2 separate regions of the Pan troglodytes genome follow, and region 1 is linked to region 2. The links are chromatin contacts, called in public HiChIP or PLAC-seq maps. All regions are on one chromosome and are shown on one strand. Each heading gives the region's core, a stretch centred on a gene start, on an enhancer-like site or on the middle of the called end of the contact. The rest is flanking DNA. Distances are from core to core; before and after follow the strand shown.

Region 1 (4,679 bases), core at 65-2,564, 550 kb after region 2:
GGCCCTTACCCAGCTACTCGCCTTAGAGAAGGTTGCAGCTGCTCGGCAGATGAACTAGGCCCTTAAAACTCCTCATGGCTCCCTACCCACCACACTAGTGTTAACGGCTCGATTAGGGCTCTGTAGGAAAGGGAAAGAAGTTTGAATCAAAAATTTTCTTTTTTTTTTTTAATAATTTAAACAATCAGTAAGGAATGTGCAATTTGATGTCGTTTGCAAAGAAAGTTTTTAGGAACAGGGCTTTTTATCCTATTATGTTTGTTCTTTGCATGTAATTATTTGATTTAAATGGTACTTTTCTTAAAATTTTTATTTACATTGTATTTTATATTGCAAGAACTTCAAATACAGCCCTCACAATAAATCAGTAACTGTTCGGTTTTTATCCAAACTGAGCTTTTATAGAAGGATATAAGGAAGTCTCTATTCTTTAACAAATCATATCCAGTTGTTTTCTGTCCCTAATATCAATCAAAAGTTCATTTCTTCTGCCTTTAACCAAAAGAAGTTTACAAGGGAGGAACTCTTTATCTTCGAAAAAAATTTTGCATCTTAGATTTTATAACACCTAATGGGGTTAAGGATCTGTGTTGAAAGATCTTATCACTCTGTGTATAGTGTTACAAATCATAAATATAATTAAAGTATAAGTTTTCAACTGATGAGAGTATATGTGGAGGGGGAAAAAGGAATCAAGTCCTGGTGTAACAGTTCTCTTCTTTTTCCCCTTCAATTCCATTAATAGAAAGAGTATTGAGAATTCATGCAAAATTCCAAACCAAGTTCCCATACTAGCACTGAAATAAGTCTGCACACCATTTCCAATAGGAACTAGTAATGTAACACAATTAATGTCATTATAATTTGGAGTTACTTGAGTGATTTTGATTATTTTTGTATCAATTAACATTGCCATGGAAACAGTCTCTTGCTAAAATGGCTTAAGTCTTCACACATTTAATCAATATCCAGAGGTAGATTTAAAGACTTGAGGTGTTTCATTTATTTATTTATTTGCTTTAAACTATTCAAGGACGTTTCTGGGTACACAATGCCGTTACTTAAACAGTAAATTCCAGTTTCCTATGACTTCAAGTTATTTTTTACACTTCTGTAAATAAATCCTGCCCAAAAGATCACTTCTAGTTTCCTGGAATTTTGTTTTTGTTTTGTATTGTATTTGTTTTGTACTCAGATTTCTGTTAGAGGAACTCCACTGCACCAATTTTGCTACTAGACAAACCAGGATTCTTGGATTTGCGCGCTTTGGTGCTGACAGGCTTTTTCGGCCTCAGCGGGCTGCCGTAGCAGAGAAGAGCACTGATTGGCTGAGGCAGAAAAGTGCCCCTGCCTCGGCGCTTTCGGTTTTGGCTGGGATCATCCGCGGCGGCCGGGCTCGTGGGGCGCTTGGAGTGAGGGTTCTGGTTCCCGCCGGCGAGGTGAGCCGCACCGCTGCGCGGGCCGACGACGGGGCCGGGCGCAGCCCCAGGTTCGGTGCCCCAGTGTTCAGTCGCGCTGTGGAGCGGCGGCTGCAGCGGCCCTAGGCCGGGCGAGGCAGCCCCGGAAAGGGCCTGCGGTGAACGGGCTGGGGCTCCGGGAAGGGACCGCTGGGTGGCGGGTCCCCGCGAAATGCCGCGTCCAAGCTCTCCGCGCATGGAATGGCTGGGAGAGGTCTGATGGTGGGCGCCGGGACCGCCCTCAGCGAGGCGCCTAGACTGCGCGGAGAGGAGCGGCACCGTCCCGGCTCCTACCGAGTTGGCGTCCGAGACCAATTCAGGTTGTTGAAGTTCCCCAGGGAGCCCCGACGCTTATCCCAAGATTCGGCGGGAAAGCGGATCCCGAACCCAGGCCTAGGCTTCGCCTGTCTTCCAGGAGGGCTTCAGGGAATTGCGAACCCTCCCCTACATCGGGGTGGCTGCGCCTGACCACAGGAATTAAAGGCTGGACTCGCCTGTCTTACCGAGTTGTCAGGTCGAGGAACCCGATTGTATGGTCTTAAGTCCTATCGCCCGAGGTTTTCTGTGCGTATGCGTGTCCGCACACCTGCATAGCAGGCATTTTTCAGGTGTGTAGGATTAAGATGATGCGGATTACCCTGCCCCACTGCTCTTAGTAATACGTGACTATTATAGAAAATTGCAAACATAGAAGACTTTAGTGAAGAAAACAATATTCACTGAACCCTTTCACCTACGATCATTTTCTCTTGTATGTGCTAGCTTCTACTTGAACTAAGAGTGTACATGTTTAATCACTTAACAGTATAGTTTCCCACTTCCATTTAAAAACTCTTCCTAAATATTATTCTAATTTTGTATCTTCTTTTGATTGTCCCATCATTGTGGGTCCCAGTGTCGGTCCCGTAAATTATTCAGTCATTTCCCGATTGTGGGACATTAGATTGCTTTTGAATTTTTACATCATCTTAGCATCCCAGATAGTGCTTTGATAAACTCTTTTCCCTCTATTTTTTAGATTCTTTCCTTGGACTAGATTCTCAGAAGTGAAATTATCAGATCAGATGCTGTCATCTGAAAGGTCTGTTTTAGGCCTTCATACACATTGCTGCAGTGTTTTCCAAAAAAGTTTTAGAGATGTTTGGCAATTTTACTTGCTTGAATATTGTGCAGAAATCTTGAGAGGCTTGTGTTTGTGGTGTGTGTGTGTGTGTGTGTCACTGGCGTTAATGCGTTAGACTACCTGAATGTTAGGGCAGGAAGAGACTTAAGTGGTCATCTGGCATAACTCCCTTATTTTGCAGATGAGGAACCTGGGGCCATGAGAAGTGAAATTATGAGTTATCCAAGTCACACAGCTAATTAAGTAGCAGAGCTGGGATTAGAACTCAGGTTTCCTGCCTCCCAAGTGAGTACTCTGTGCTGTATCAGGCAGTCTCTCACTGAACTGTGGCATAGTAGATACTAGAATTTAAAAATTTGTTTACATCACCTGGGTTATTCTCTCCTTTTAAAAGTGTACTAACAGATTTTAATCATCGGAGAGACCTGTAACACTGAAAAATTGGAAAGTGATCATTTTCATGGCCAAGACTAGAAATCCATTATTTAGAATGGCAACCCCTTCAAGATTTTGACAGTTGTTTTCAGGTTCCCTATATGTTACAATAAAACATCTCTGATTAATTATAATCTACACTCCATCATTTGGTTAGAATGTAGCTTTTGGTTATCATTTGCTGCACCTTGGAGATTTCTTTAAAACTCCTCACTTTAAAACCAGAGAACAATTTTTTTTATTTTTATTTATTTTTATTTATTTTTTTATTTAGGGCTTATAGCAGAGATTCTCAACTTCCATTGACATTTTGTGCTGGGCAGTCCTTTGTTGTGGAGGGCCGTCCTGTTGTAAAATGTTTAGCAACATCCCTGGTCTCTACCCACTAGGATAGCAGTAGCACCACCTTCCTCAGTCATGACAGTTCAGTGTCCCCAGATATTTCCAAATGTCCCTGAGCAGGGTGGGGCAGGGTTGGGGGTACTGCCCCTAGATGAGAACCATTTGCTTATAGAAATTATCTGGAGAACTTTATAAAATGTAAAATACAGTGCCTTTACCTGAGTAGACTTCGGGAAAATCTGCATTTTAACAAGCATCTCTAGATTTGGAAACAGCTGGTTCTTGAATGACAGAAACAGTTGTTTTCTCCGTTTTTGGTGGTCATAATAGAGATTACTTGGTTAGTATTTGTTGAAGTACATGCATGATCCTACTGGTCACTGTATCCATAGTTTGGGCTGATGGGGGCTGGACAGGGATTTTGCTTGGCACTGGCCTTGAATGTCTCTTCCACAGACTTGGGTAGTGTGCTTAGGTACCAGGGATACCAAGTGAGTAAGATATTTTCCCTGTCCCCAAGAAGCTTAAAATTCACACGGGAGACCAGTCAGCAAATGGAAAAATTACGAAACAGCCTGATAAGGGCCATGACTGAGAGTGGAAAGAGGTGCTCTGAGTGGACTCACTTCGCCTTTGGGAGAGAGGGGGAGAAGTAGCCCCTGCTGCCGAGGAAGGAGGGATTGGTATGAAGCCTTCAAAAGACAGCGAGGCAGTCCACTGTGTCCGAAGGGAGGATTTAGAGAGCTGTTCTTCTGCCTATCTGATCGCCTCCTCAGACACTGATCTATTAGCCTAGTGCTGCAATTACTTGGATTGTAATGTTTCCTTGCAATTTTTGCTTTTCAAATTCTTTTCACCCTAAACTGTAAATACGCCAGGAGTAGGTAAAAACTTATAGGTAAACATTGCCAAGAAATAAGGATTTTCGTATCTTCTGCTCGGTGGCATAACTCAAATCACATGAGATAGATTTCTTTGCATTTGTCCATTGTATTTCTCTGAGGCTAATTTACAGCACTGTGTCACATTAGGTATTTTTTTTCCCCAGTGCTGCTACTCTCCAACTGGATTTCTCACCGCCTCTATTGCGATTCCCCAAGATTTAACCAGAGAATCTTAACATATTCAGAAGGGCAGCTGTACCTGTGAAAGGGCTTGGGCTTTGGGGTCAGCCTTGGCTTTGCTTTCCACCTCACAGGGTTTCTCTGTAAATTGCTTATGAATCTAACGCTGGTAGCACATAGTTGGATTAATAAAAGTTCTTTTTTTTCTTCATTCTTTTACCAAAAAGAAAAAAATTCCCTGCAGGGCACTTTGCAGAT
Region 2 (4,451 bases), core at 868-3,367:
CTGTGTGAGATGAGCAATGAAGAACAGTAAGTACTTTCCCAACTAGTTGATAAATTAACATAAACATCCATAATCTGGCAACAATATTCTTTTGGCTCCTATCCCTAAAAAAAGCCAGTCTGCAACATCCAAAACATTTACCAAGACGAGGAAATTGCAATGATTTTCTTGTACGTTATGGAGTATTAATTTGCTGCCACCTGCTGGGATGCAGAAATGGGTTTCCAGCATTGCTAGCTACAATTTGTCCTCAACTATTTATTTTGAAAATTTTCAAATCTATAGATGAGTTAAAAGTACATTTATATACTATTCACCTGAAACTACCAACTTTTTTTTTGTTGTTGTTGTTGTTTTGTTTTTTTGAGACTGGAGTCTCTGTCGCCAGGCTGGAGTGCAGTCGCGCAATCTCGGCTCACTGCAACCTCCGCCTCCCGGGTTCAAGCGATTCTCCTGCCTCAGCCTCCGGAGTAGCTAGGACTACAGGCACGTGCCACCACACCCAGCTCATTTTTGTATTTTTAGTAGACATAGGGTTTCACCATGTTGGCCAGGATGGTTTCGATCTCTTGACCTGGTGAGCCATCCGCCTCGGCCTCCCAAAGTGCTGGGATTACAGACGTGAACCACTGCGCCCAGCCCAGGTTCAAATTTTTTAAATCCTTAAGGCTATCTAGTTGACAGCTGTCTTTAATGTAGATCAGTCCTCCTGCCTTTTTTTATTGTCTTCCTTATTAACCTTATTGAAAAGTCCGAACAAATCACATTCAGAATTTATCTGAGTGTTTCCTCACAATCAGATTCAGGTTAAACATTTTTGGCAAGAGCTCTACAAAGGTGTATTTCCCATAGTCTCATAATGACAGGTTCATATTTTCGCCAGTATTGGTGATGCTAGCAATTTTTTTCCCATGAAGCATCTATTAACATTTTGCAAAACACTAATGTTCCATGGAAATGTGTTCCCTAAGCTGTACTGTTTAGAAAACTTCTGAATAAAAAAGTGACATGCATGAAAGTGTTTGAGTTTGTAGAACGAAAAGCAGGTAAGGATTAACTCAATTTTAAAATTAACAAACTTCTTCACTTCTAAGGTAGCACAAACTGAGCTTTCATCAAACGTAACCCTTTCCGAAACAATTGTTCAGATGAGCAACGCCAAGTTTAAAGAAAGGAAGTAAACCGTCTCAAGAACTGTCATTCTGTTTGTGTTCAATAGGCTGAGATTTGAAAGGTCTGATTCTATGTTCTTTCTACTAGATCCTCGGCTTCATTTAGACTTGTGCTTAATTTTCTGTCATTGGCTATTGAGTCTACAATCTTTGGAGTAAAAGTGGTAGTCTTTTGGTCCAAATAGTAATAATGAAAATGGTGAGACCAGTAATTCATTTTTTATTATTCTGTATTCAGTAAGAATCAACCTGTATCAAATAGCTGAAAAGGCCTGAAGCCTCCCAAATGCATATCATTACACAAATTCTGTGTGAGGACTGACATCTTGGTTTCATATACTAATTATACTGCATGGGCCCCATTTATAACCATATCTACTCGTCATTTCATCCTGGCTACTGCCGATGGATGCTATCTTTATCACATTATAGCAAACATTTGGGTGATTTTTTCTCAAAAATTCTAGATTAGCATACAACGGCTTTACTACTTACACGTTATCTAAGACGTTTTTTAAGAATTAGTTACTACTCCGCCCACGCAGTGAGGTAGCAAATATTATGCCTGTTTATTTTCATCTCCATTTCAGGCTTGTGCGCCTTTCCCCCCTCGGGACTTCCCGAGGACACCCCTGCAGCAGTGAGCCCGAGTCCTGGCTTTGGCTGCATGTTAAGAAATATTAATCAAAATGAATGGGTGCCCTTTAAGAGAAAAAAACTGTGGGTCCTTCAGCCTTTAAAAACCATGCCGTGGTTTAAAAACTTAAAACTATATTTCGGCAGAACGCTGAGCATTTCTTCAAATCACTCTGAGAAGCTTGAGTGTCTTTAATTTCACCGGTCTGTCAAACGTAACGCGTCTCTCCCTCACCCCACATTTTAAGTTTCCAAGGAGCGGAAGAAGGGCCTCCGGGGGTCCCGGCCGCCGCAGGCTGCTGGGGGTGAGGGCACGACTCGGCCTCCGTCCGACTCGAGGGTGTCGCGAAGGCCAGGAGGGAACGAAAGTTACCCTCGAACTTCGGAGGCGAAAGATTTCATGTGGATCTTAAAAAGGGCAAAACCTACCCCAAAGGACGTAAACCGCCCTCCCCTCCCCCGCCAGAGAACTTCCCGGCGCAGAGCTTCCGCAGCCTGCTGCAGGCCGGGAGACCTTCACGCTCACTCGCTCTCCGCCACACGCCGGAACTGCGCGGCCACGTCCACGGGGACCCTGGCCATGCCCCGCACCGCCACCCGGCCCCAGGCGATCCCCGGGCCCCACGCGCCTGCAGTCGGCGCTGCGCCTGCGTGGGAGGATCCGGCGGAAGGGGCGGGGTCAGGTGGCACTTCCGTGGCTTCGGGCGGGTGAGTATGGGGAGTGCGCGCGGCGTCCAGGAGTCGGGACTGGGCTCCCGCCTACGGCCGCCCTCCCGCCGGGGGGCCAGCGCGGTCCTCCGGGGCGCCCCCTGGAGGATTTGGGGTGGGGGAAGGAAAAGGAGAGTATTATCGAATATTCTCCTAATATTGATGTTAGGGGTGCGGATATGTGTGGACAGGCAGGAGTCGGCAAATGGGTTCAAATGGAAGGTTTAACAAAAAAAGGCCCTGTACGTAAACAGTGTTTTAAAATTCTCATCTTGGTTAGGTTTCTCAGGTTATCTCTGAGCCACAGCAAGGCAGCTTTGTTAAGGTGGCTCTTCCCTTGTCGCTGCCAAACCCGGTAAATGGTTAACCTGAGGCCGCGTCAGAGAAAGCCACTATGACTCCTACCAAAGAGTGAAATTGAAACTCTTTTCCGGGAAATAAAATCCAGGATATAAAAGTTGGATTCAAACTAAAAGTTACAAACAGTATCTAGGTTCCGTCACATGGCGTGCCGGGCAGGGCCTAAATCTCTTTCAGCAGAGGGCATGCTGTCTTCATATGTATTTCTCATTAGAAAATGAAAGACGACCTAAACCAAAATAATATAAAAATTTTGTATTATCTGTCTTAAGAGTTGTACCCTAATCCATATGTTTAGAAAACATAAACTAATAAAACTTTTCCAACTTGGTAGAAAGCCAAAAGTTTCCAGAAAAACTGTGTGGATTATTCAGCATTTTGCTGTTGTCTACAATGTTCAGAATATTCTTTTACAATAATTTTGCACTAAATACCGGTTTGTGTTCAGGGTAACAAGAGGTTTTTAAAAAGTCAAAGACAAGGACAGGTTTTTTAAGGGCTGTATTCTATTAGGAGAGACAAAACTAGCATGAAAATTTACATATCCATAAGAAATGTAAATCACCATTTGAGATATTTGAAGATGTCAAAAGAAAACCTTTATTTAGAATGGAAAGAGCTGGTGAATGCTCGAAACATTTACCATTTAGCTGATTGTTGCCATGTGGGAATGGGGGTCTCTCAAACGCAGGTCCGATTTTCTCCAACACAGGCCAAAGATCTGTATTTTTACGTATTTTTTCTTGATTTTTAATGTTACTTGCAACCAATTTAGTTAACACACACCTTCTGTGGGTGGGCCAGGTGCAACTAGTTTGTGACCTCTGCAGATTTTCACCTTAGTACAGTCCTACACTTACACAATGGTTCAGTTAAAGATTTTTTGACTTTACAGTGGGTTTATCCAGACACAGACCCGATTGTAAGATGAAGACTCTTTGTATTCAGAAATAATTGGAATTAGAGATCAGAAAAAGTCCTAGAGACTGGGATGGTCAGGAAAGATTTTAAGCTGGGTAGTATAGGAGAGATATCATAGATGGGGAAGGATGTAAAAGATGAGTTAAATCTTGGGGTTGGGAGAGTGGCAGGTTTGGAAGATAGTAAACTCTCCTTAGAGGAATTTTGGAAAGGCAAGCGCAAGAGGTGCTGCTGGCCTGGGGACTACACTTTGAGAACCACTGTCCTAGGGTACGGTGAACTTTTGGAGGAATTTGAGTAGGAGGCTAAGGAGATCACATTCACCTTTCAGAATGAGTCTTGCTGTGAAGTCTGAAAGGAGGACTGAGGAGGGAGAGAGAAAAGAGGAAAGTTTCTTAGAGGTGATTAGCACCTGCTTGATGCCAGGCCCTGTGCCAGGCTCTCTCATGCATACTCATTTATACTCACCATGATCCTGATACGTAGATCTTAATGTTTTCATTTTGTAAGTGAAGGAACTTTGAGAATATGAGAAATTACCCAGGTTCCATAGTTGGTCTCAGAGCTTCCTAGTTCAAGTCTAGATTTGAAATAGGGTGGTAGCAGTGGGAATCAAAACATTTAATGATGATGGAATTTAGAAAAATAGAGACT

The links. HiChIP or PLAC-seq counts read pairs in DNA pulled down with a chosen protein or histone mark.
Region 1: a contact with region 2 is called in an H3K4me3 HiChIP or PLAC-seq map of stem cell-derived excitatory neurons, with 2.2 times the contacts expected there. The contact joins the promoter of LSM6 here to the promoter of MMAA in region 2. A contact is called at or near these places in 1 of 7 Hi-C or Micro-C datasets (stem cell-derived neural progenitor cells) and 1 of 1 datasets of contacts at active chromatin or transcription factors (stem cell-derived excitatory neurons).

Annotation. Positions count from the first base shown.
Region 1 is chr3:147,961,771-147,966,449 of NHGRI_mPanTro3-v2.0_pri, forward strand. LSM6 (LSM6 homolog, U6 small nuclear RNA and mRNA degradation associated) reads left to right here and starts at 1,315. Exons shown (of 4, transcript XM_003310475.4): 1 at 1,315-1,439.
Region 2 is chr3:147,407,966-147,412,416 of NHGRI_mPanTro3-v2.0_pri, forward strand. MMAA (metabolism of cobalamin associated A) reads left to right here and starts at 2,118. Exons shown (of 7, transcript XM_526697.9): 1 at 2,118-2,516.